2 separate regions of the Urocitellus parryii genome follow, and region 2 is linked to region 1. Evidence: chromatin contacts called from public Hi-C data. All regions are on one chromosome and are shown on one strand. Each heading gives the region's core, a stretch centred on a gene start, on an enhancer-like site or on the middle of the called end of the contact. The rest is flanking DNA. Distances are from core to core; before and after follow the strand shown. Region 1 holds the start of LOC113200745 (zinc finger protein 354B). Region 2 holds the start of Znf879 (zinc finger protein 879).

Region 1 (5,165 bases), core at 2,224-4,723:
GAAGAAACATGAGCCTACTCCTTCCTGCTCCCTCTTGCCTCATGCCCCTATCCCTGTCCAGGCTTGATCATTAACAGTGTAGAGGTCTTCTCTCCAGCTGCTGATCTACTGTCCCAAGCCCAGATTGGTTGAAAAGCCTTTGTCCACACTGAGCTCCACTGGATGTCTGAGGATTAGACACATCAAGACATCACTGATCTGGAGACTGTTCTGCTTCTGTGTTGTTCTTGTGCATTCATATATTACCCTTTACCAGATGTATAGGTAGCAAATGACTGTAGCTGTCACTATTGCCCTCAGGTTTTTGTGGCTCAGGATGGAAGGGCTGGGTGGCCCAGGTGCAGGGTCAGCTGTCTTCCAGATCTATAGGATACCTGGTTCTCCTGCCACCTGGTCCTGGCTGGTGTATCCATTCATATCTCTCTTAAACACAAATAAGACCAGAAAGCCAGGACCTACTAACAAAAGAGGTTTTACTCCACTGACAGCTCTCCATCTTTGTCCTTTGAGTCTTCTTCCAGGATGGTAGTGAGGTTGGGCCAAAGTATCTGGAAATGTCGGGTAGAATCAGAACACAGTCTGAGGCAGAATTTTCCTTTCTCCTGCAAGGCCACCACCTCCCTCTCCATCTTCTCCACCTGCTTCTGCTATTCCCACTGGATGGGCAGGCAGCTGTTCACATAGGCCAGCCATGGGCTCCTGCAGGGCTTCCAGCACATCTGCCTGCAGCCTAGAGTCCTGGCTTCATTCTCCAGCACTCTCTGAAGGTTCTTCAGCAGCTTGTTATCCTTCTCTTCTTTGGAGACAAAGACTAATTAGTATCTTGCCTCACAAGAGAATTTATCTAAACTACCTGACTTAAATGGATAGGCTCATCCAGCATCTAGGACTTCTGCCCTGTTGAGTAATTTAAGGGTTTAGGACTTAATTATATCTGCCTAATTCCTTTCACAAGCAACTACAAATTTATCTTTTGACTGGATCATTAGTAGCAGGTTTCCTCTAATTGGATCATCTAATGCTGGGTTTTCCAAAGGATTCTGAGCCCAACAGCTTCAATTGCAAAATGAGAATTTGTTGAGTCTCTACAAATGAGCACTTATGATTTCTGAATATTTTGTCTACTTCTCCAAATAGGAGAGCTGAAATCCAGCCTCTACTTAACTGTGCAATTAGTGAATTTTCCTTCATTTTGAAATTTAAATAGTTCAGGTTTAAGGGACATCTGTATGAACAACAGTGAAAACTTGCTGTTTTAAGAATTCCACAATTCAAGAATAAGAGGGAGTTTTCTTACTCCAATTAAGGGTATTAAGAATTCTACAACAAACATCACTCTTTTTTTCTTTAAAAAGAAAAAGGAATTGAACCCAGCAGCACTTAACCACTGAGCAACATCCCCAGCCCTTTTTATATGTTTGTTTGTTTGTTTTTTGTTTGTTTGTTTGGTTTTAGTTGTTGTTTTGAGACAAAGTTTCACTAAGTTGCTGAGGCTGGCTTTGAACTCATGATACTCCTGCCTCAACTTCCCAAGTCACTGGAATTACAGGCCTGAGCACTATATCCAGCTACAAACATTACTCTTAATGATAAAATGTGGAAAGCTGAGATTGGTATTGAGACCAGAATGTCCTGTGTCACCACTTATATTCAACATTCAATACAAACTATACAATAAGGCAAAGAAATATATAAAATCCAGGATTGGAAAGGAAGAAACAAATTATCATTATTCACAGACAATATCAACAAATAGATATGATAATACAGTTTAATAATGATACTGATTAGATAGAATATTAAATGCCAATTTCGTATCCAAAGGTCAATTGCATTTCTGTATGCTAACAGAATTCACTAAGAAAAAGAGACTATTTACAGAACAACAAAACCATAAGGATGTAAAACCAATTCTTATTTTTTAAATGTTAAAATTGTAACACTTAATGGTACATGATCACAAAAGATTCCATCAATGGAGACATGTGTGCATTTGTTCACATAGAGGAAGACCTGATGTTACAAATATCCAATCTCACTAGTTCTGTTTTTAAAACTATAATGCTACCATTGCTGAAAGCTCAGTCCTTGTCCCCAAAGCCAATCCAATAAAGAGGACATAGTTTTGAGAAAAAGGAAAAAAATGTTTATTGCTTTGATAGCAAAGGAGAAACTCAGGGAACTGCTGTCCCAGAGGCTGTGATTCTACCCATCAATAGGAACAGGGGCCTTTTAAAGAGATGATACATTGGCTACATTCCACGTGTTCTCTGTTGGAGTTATAATTCAATTGTTAACTTGGGAAATAGTCATTTCTGAGCTCCATCCCCAGAGTCTGGATTACTTCACTTTCAGGTGGGTGAGTGTTCAAGGACAGATATTCCTGTCTAGGATGGGGAAGAAAGGTAATCCTTTTTCCCCTGAGATGGGGGAGAGGGAGACATTAGGTAGGAGGAAGAGAAAGAAACATGTCCATTTTAAAAATCAGTTGCAGTGGAAGAGCAGCAATATTCAAAGCACAAGGTGGTCCACTGTTGCAAATAGAAGAGGCAAAAATAACCATTCTTATTTTGTTCCTGATTTTAGGAGAAAGCCTTCGTTTTTTTATCACTGAATGTGATGTTAACTGTGTGTCTTTCATATGCGGCATTTATTATGTTAAAAAAGGTTCATCGTTTGGTTTTTTGATCATGAAAAGGTGTTGGATTTCGACAACTGATTTTACTACATTAGTTGAAATGATGATGTAGGGACTTTTCCCCTTTATTCTATTAATGTGGTATATTACATTGATTTCCCAATGTTGAACCATTCTTCATTCTGGAAAGAAGTCTCACAGATTAAGGTGTTTAACCTGTTTTAAATGCTGAATTGAGTTTGCAGCTATCTTGTTGATTTTTGCATTTAAATTGATAAGGGATATTGGCCTGTTCTTCGTTTGCTTTTTCCCCATAACATTTTTACCTCTTAAATGCTATATAATTGTGTTCATGGCTTATTGTCTGCTTTCTATACCCTTAAGAAAATTCTCCAGGGCAATAAACTTCCTTTAGTTTGCTGAGTATTTTAAACCACTTCCTGTAGTGCTTGGTACATAGCAGGTGTTCTGTACTCATTCGCAGAATAACTCCTTTGGAAATGGGTCTGATTCTGACTGTTATCTAGTGTCCTCACCATCATTTAGGCAGATACATACCTACAAGATAACGCCCACAGGGAACCTGCTTCCCTTCTGGAAGAACTTTGTACCCAAGGTCCAGAAGCTCACGGAAAGTGTAAACATACCCAGAAGCGCTAGAGGGAGATCCGGTGGGGCCTGGGCACCCTACTGCAGGGCCCCTCAGCTCTAGCAATTGCAGAAAATTACACTTCCCAGAATCCTCGCGTGGACTACATTTCCCAGAAGCATTAGCGGCCGGCTCTGCCTCCCTACCCCCACCCTCGCCCCGCCCCGCCCTCCTGGACCTTCGGGGCCGCGGAGTGTCTGCCGCCGGGTAGAGCTGAGGTCGCTGGCGGCCGGGGTCTAGACGCCAGATTGCGGCCAGCGGGGCGGTTCCGGAGTATCCCGCATGCGGAGCTCAGCCTGGCGAGGCATCACCCCGGGATCCCCGAGCCTGAGGAGGTAAGCGGCAGAGGGCGGTGGGAGGCGGACCCAGGCCTCCGAGGATGCGGCGCCCGAGTGAGGGGAACAGGCCCGCAAGGTGCGTGGAGAATCCTTTGTGGGACGAGCGACACCCTGGCGCCTATTGCCTGCCTTCGCCAGCCGTCCCGTGACGTCGCCCCAGGCGCGTCAGGTGGGGCACTTGGCCCAGGTTTTCGGCAGTCCCACCTCTGGCTTCCGCAGATCCGTCCACAGCGCGTTCCCTGCCCTGGCCCGGCATTAAAGATCTGGAAATTGATTTCTTGACAGGGGACAGAAAAACTGGGGAAAGCTTGTGGAGGAAAATTGCGCAGGGGTGCAAGTGAGATTGAAGCAAATGTACAGGGCTTGGAATCTTGGTCCCATCCTCACTGGCTTGTGGGGGATTGGAGCAATTGGCCCCGCTCTGTTCTTAGTTTTCTGATCCATAAAATGGGGTGCTAGCAACGCTACCTGATGATGTGGGGCTAAATAGTGTAAAGCTAATGGTGCCTGGCACTTGGTGAGGCTCAGTGAGTCCCTGCTGTGATGGAATCCAGTCCCCTTCTCCCAGTCTTGCTTCGGGAAATTCTCAGAGCCATGAAGAGTCAAGCCCTGGACTAGGACGCCAGCCCATGTCTCTGATTCTGTCCACTCCTAGCTCCTTCTGACATTCCTCTACAGACATGTGGAGTCAGAACTGCTGGTTCTGAGGGGTGGAAAACTGAAGGTCTTCCTCATGGTATCTTTTTCTTCTTTTAGATCTCCTGGTGACTGCACCCATCCTGGAGAGAAGAGCCCAAAAAGAGGACATGGCTCCTGAGCAAAGGGAATCAAGGTCTCAGGTGAGCTCATTGCCATATCAGTTCTTAGTGGATGGATTTGTTGTTGGTGGTGGTGGTGATGGTGGTGGTGGTGGCTGGATGGTTTTATCCCTCTTAATTGAAGTTCTAAAGCAATACAACCTCACTAGGATTTGGAGCCTAAGTCCTGTGAATTTAGGGGAGCCGGTCCACCTTTACAAGTAGATTTCTGTAGGGAATACTCCCCACACATATGAACACATGTCCAGTGTTCATTTTTTAGTTGATACATTTATTCACTCATCTTAATCCATTGTGTGATCACTAATTTGACAGGTAAGATGTCACATAACTTTATATCACTAGGGACAGAATAAACATACACAACATGATAATATTCCTCTCTGGCCCTGCATCTTTCATTCATCCTTGTCTTCCTCCCTGCCCTTAACAAAATGCTTTTCTTTTTATAGTCACCCCTGAGCATCCTCATGATACCTCCTCCAGATTTCTCCAGCCCAAATTTTTTTTTATTTTTTCTCCCTCTCTATTCTAAAGATCAAGTGCTTTGCCTATATTCTTCTCCTGAAAACTAATCTCAACCTGCTATTTTCAACCCTGTGTTGGGAAAATGGGAGAGGTAACATGACCTGTCAACAAAGGATAGCCATGTTGCAGGGGACACAGGTGGAGGGATCTTTTTCTCTGAGGGCAAAGAGGAGAATCCTCAAGAAACATAAGGA
Region 2 (5,028 bases), core at 2,198-4,697, 130 kb after region 1:
GGATATATAAAGAACTCAAAAACTTAACACCAAAAAAAACCCCCAAATAACCCACTCAATAAATGGGCTAAGAAGAAGAAGAAATATGAATGGTCAATAAATATATGAAAAACTGTACAACATCTCTAGCTATTAGAGAAATGCAAATTAAAACTACACTGAAATTCCATCTCACTCCAGTCAGAATGGCAATTACCAAGAACACAAGTAATGATAAATGTTGGTGAGGATGAGGGGGAAAAGGTATAATAATACATTGCTAGTATGACTGCAAATTGGTGCAACCCCACTGGAAAGCAGTATGGAGATTCCTCAGAAAACTTGGAATGGAACCACCATTTGACCCAGTTATCTCATTTCTTGGTATATACCCAAAGGACTTAAAAATCAGTGACCCAGCCACATCAATGTTTATAGCAGCTCTTCACAATAGCTAAGCTATCGAACCAACCTAGATGTCCTTCAACAGATAAATGAATAAAGAAAAGAGGTATAAATACACAACAGACTATTACACAACTTTAAAAAAGAATGACTTCATGATTTTTGCCAGTAAATGGATGGAACTTGAGACTATCATGCTAAGTAAGCCAATCCCCCCAAAACACAAAATTCAAATGTCCTCTCTGATATGCAGATGCTAACACACAATTAGGGAGATAGAAGAATAGAAGTTCAGTGGATTAGACATAGGGGAATGAAGGGAAGGGAACGGTGGGAATAGGAAAGACAGTAGAATGAATTGGACCTAACTTTCCTATGTTCATATATGCATACATCACTGGTGAAACTCCACATCATGTACAACCACAGGATGCGATTCCAATTAGAATAAGTTATATTCCATGTATTTATAATAGGTCAAAATACACTCTACTATTATGTGTATCTAAAAAGAACAAATACAAAATAAAAATAAAATTACATTGCTTGGGGTTCCTTTTTGTTAGGAGCCACAGCAAAAATATTGATATAGGCACCTTTGGATTTAATGACTGCCAGCCAGCAATTCACATTCATATGGTAATTGGACTCATGCTGTCTAGCTGGCCCCATTTCAGGACTCAGGGTACTCATGTCACTCTTGTATTGGGAGAGTTCCCATTGGTTGGGAAAGGATGGTAGGAGGGTGTTCCGGGGGAAGGGGAACACCCCCCCCCCTCAGGTAGGACACACACGTGGCGGACCCACCTGTTAGGGGACGCACACGGCCTCTCTCTAAATAAAACTTTGTCTCAGTTTGACTGGCTTGTGTTTTTGTGCCCAACCGGGTTGCAAGATTGCAAGCCCGCGTGCACTGACAGCTCAGCAGGGAATCGCTCAGCAGGGGTGCCGCAGGCAGTGCTCGGCAGCAGGAGCTGGACTCAGCCGGCCAGGGGCCGGGTAGTTTGGGCACCTTTTGGTTTAGGTTTTGGAGAGTTCTTTATACATTCTGGATATGAATCCTTTATCAAATATATTATTATATTTCTTCAAGGCTGTGGCTGATTGTTTTGATACTGATGGTTATCGGTGATGAGTTTTGCTTCATTAGAAAAGCACACGGAGGCAAGCATATAAAGCAGGGTTTATTTAAAAAAGGGTAACATAGCATAGACTTCTCCCAGGAGGGAGAAGGGGGCCTATCCCAAAAAGTGAGATTATTTTGCCTTTTTATATGTCCTAGGCTTTCTTTGTTCTCCTGTTCTCTTCCCCTTATCTCTCTCCTTGTGACTAGGCCCAGCAGATGCTCAGTGGGATGGCCAAAGGGTGAGAAGCAGATGGGCTTCAGGGGCCAAGGTGGAGTGATCTGGGCAAGAGGCGGGGCTCAGGAAGCATTAATTAACAACTTTTACAACTCCCTTGGACAGGTTACCTTAGCAGGTTGGAGCTGGGGCAGATTATCCTGATAAGGGTGGAGGAAGGGTTCTGAAGGCATTTCAATCCCTTAGGGACAGTTTCCAACTTCCCAGATTCACTCAAATTGGACTCTTTGATAAGACCTGACTGGATGTACCTATCTATACTGACTGCCTGTTTAATTCTGGCTTCAGTTTCACTCCCTAAAAGTATCATTGAATGAGTTGGTGTTAATTTTAATGAGTCTCAGTTATCATTTAAAAAAATTTTTTTTTTTTTTTTGGATCAGGCTTTTGCTGTTGCATTTAAGAACTCTTAATACAAAATCACAAAGATTTTTCTCATTTTTTTCTAAAAGTTTTTTTTGGTTTGAAACCAAGAATAGAACTCAGGGGCACTTAACCATTGAGTCTCATCCTCAGCCCTTTTAATATTTTATTTAAAGACAGGGTTTTACCAAGTTGCTAAAATGCTGAGGCTGTCTTTGAATTCAGATCCTCCTACCTTAGCCTCCCTAGCCACTGGGATTACAGGCCTGCGCTGCCCTGCTCAGATGCTTTTTATTGCCTTATCCCAATGGTTACATCAAAAGAATGCGGAATGGAAGTGGTAAAAGTAGACATTCTTTCCTTGTTCCTGATTTGAGAGGGAAAGCAATCATTCTTATTCATTAAATATGTGTATGTATTTATGTGATATCTATATATCTAAAATTTAACCTTTTTTATTAAAAAAAAAAAAGGTGGAGTTGGGAGTGGTGGTGCATGCCTTATAAGCCCACTTACTTGGCAGGCTGAGGCAGGAGAATCACTAGTTCAAGGCCAGCGTCAACAAGTTAGCGTGACCCTGTCTCTAAAGAAAAAGGAAGGAAAAAAAAAAAAAAAAAAGGCATGGAGATGTAGCTCAGCAGTAGAGCCACCATTGGTTCCATTTCCAGTACTGGGGCGGGATGGGGGATAGAAAATTGACTTTAACAGCCCTCTTATCTCCTAAGGATAATCAGCAGTAACTTCCACATTTTCTTTCTTTAATATTATTGTCATTATAATTACGAATACATTGAGTGCATAAAGGAAGTGAGGTGGTCTAAATGAAAGACAAGGCTTCAGCCTTCTGTGACCCCAGCCAGGTCGCTTTCACTAGCACGGATTCCATTGTTTCCTTCTCAGACACCGTAGAAAAGGTGTGTCGCGCAGACCTTCTGGGAAATGTAGTCTGAAAGGAAAAACGCTGCTGTTCAGAAAGGGAAACCCGTTGGCTCTCCCTTGCGCATGCGCAGTGGTACTGGTGGTTTGGCGGTGGCGGGGAGAAATGTCGCTGTGTTAGGTGTTCTCGCTTCCAGTTCGGTGTGCAGCTTGGCGTCCCCACCCAGGTGGACTAAGGTACAAGCTGCCAGCGAGGGCGGGCCCAGGGCGCAGGGCTTCCTTGGTGCGGCTAGGACAGAGGGCCGGTCGCGGATGAATCCTACGCGTCCCAATTGCGGCCTCGGCAGGTGAACCGGACTCGGGCAGGGGGCGTTGCCTGGGAAGGTCCTCCCGGGGAGGCCGGAAGACTGCGTGACACCACTTAACCTCCGGGCCATTCTCAGGCCATTCTCAGGCCATTCTCCTGGACAAGTGGTCCCCAGAAAAGAGACTTTAGAGAACTGTGTCCTTCCTATGCAGGGTTGGTGAGTCCCCTGGCGGTTTTCAGCAGTCAGCGATTGTTGATTTAACATCTCCCCCCCCCCCCATCCTCCAGAGTTTAAACTTCGTTTTTGTCAGTCTTACTCGTTTGGCAGTATTTTTCTACAGTGACTCCTAGAGTGATTTAACTATTTTTTTTAAAGTACATTTTTTAAAGTTAATTTTGTCCATTTGCTAAGTTACTTCCTTTTTCCTCTACATTTTAAATTTGATTTTTGGGGGTCAGGATTGTGGGGGTGGAACCCAGGGCTTCACACATAATGCACTGTATCATTGAGTTATATACCCCCATCCCCTTTTCTCTACAGTTTAAATTCATTTCTAGCCGGTGATGTACCCCTTGAGCCCTTGTGTGCATTGAGGGATGAGGATGGGTGGATCAATTCAGTGAAGAGGAAAATCATTTCTAAACTCTATTGATGTAGTAGTTATTGCACTATTTTAAAATAGCATGCTTTTAATTCTTAGAATGTATCCATCATAAAAGGTCAGTTCTAATGTCTTTTGCATTTAGGCAACTTGGTAACTCTTTTTGATAAAAGAAGTAGAATTTCTAAAAGGAAAATAAGAGAGGACTAATTTTTAGTTGATTGTTTCTGAAAACGGTATCCATTCTTCCGATGCTATTTTTCACCTCAAGTAATATCCAAATGCCAATGTGTGAAATGTTAATGTCTTTTCACTCTAACACCTGTGAGCCATGTGTCACTGTGCCCTTTACTTTGTTATTGAATATCATATGGTTTTAATCCATTAGCTTGTTTCATCTTTATTCACAATGACTGGCAGAAAGGCCCAGTAACTGGGAGTATGCTTTTTGCCCACTTTTGGCTTTGGTGGCCATGCTCAGGGCCCTTTTGGCTTGGATCTGCTGATACCATTAAGCCATTAAGGCTGGAAGTTCTGTTCTGGTGGAGGTTTCTAATCTGGTCTGTCTTAATGAGGGCAGAGTGCATGCAGGGTGAATAGTCCTCACAGCTTCTTTCTCTGTTTCAGGTGCCTTCCCCAGCAGGGAGGGAGAAATGGCCAGGAGTTTGCTGCCAGCACAGATTCAGGTGAGTGAAGGAGGCTTCTTTCTTGAACTGCCTTAAGGATTTATAGATAGCCAAGTTGTTTCATTCATTGTTGAGTTTCTCTAGACAGTAGAGCCCCTGGAGGGACCAGAGGGTATGGTAGGTTAGGTGCTAGAAAGAAAGGTTTTTCCTTTGTTTCAGGCCAGTCTGATGGTGCAGTCTCCAGTTAACAGCTAAGTACTTATTGACTAGAAATTCAATGGGAGTCCATCCCATGCCATTGCCACAGCCAGAGCTTTGTGAGAGATCCAGGTTTGATGGAGCATAAACACATTGCTGTGTCAAATAATTCCTTACTAAGGATTCAAAGAGGAGAGTCATGGTCTTTGCCCTTAAGGAACCTAAGACAACCAACGTATAAGAGTACAGTGGACCCTCCATATTTGTGGGTTCTACATATAGGGACTCAACCAATCACAGATCAAAAATAT

What was found. A called contact is a pair of places that touch in the nucleus more often than the background predicts.
Region 2: a Hi-C map of liver shows a contact between it and region 1, with 5 times the contacts expected there. The contact joins the promoter of Znf879 here to the promoter of LOC113200745 in region 1. A contact is called at or near these places in 2 of 2 Hi-C or Micro-C datasets (liver and muscle).

The regions. Positions count from the first base shown.
Region 1 is chr1:130,047,296-130,052,460 of mUroPar1.hap1, forward strand. It overlaps LOC113200745 (zinc finger protein 354B), which reads left to right and starts at 3,474. Exons shown (of 5, transcript XM_026414285.2): 1 at 3,474-3,622; 2 at 4,382-4,464. The coding sequence starts at 4,432.
Region 2 is chr1:130,181,444-130,186,471 of mUroPar1.hap1, forward strand. Znf879 (zinc finger protein 879) reads left to right here and starts at 3,448. Exons shown (of 6, transcript XM_077801459.1): 1 at 3,448-3,504; 2 at 4,521-4,579. The coding sequence starts at 3,498.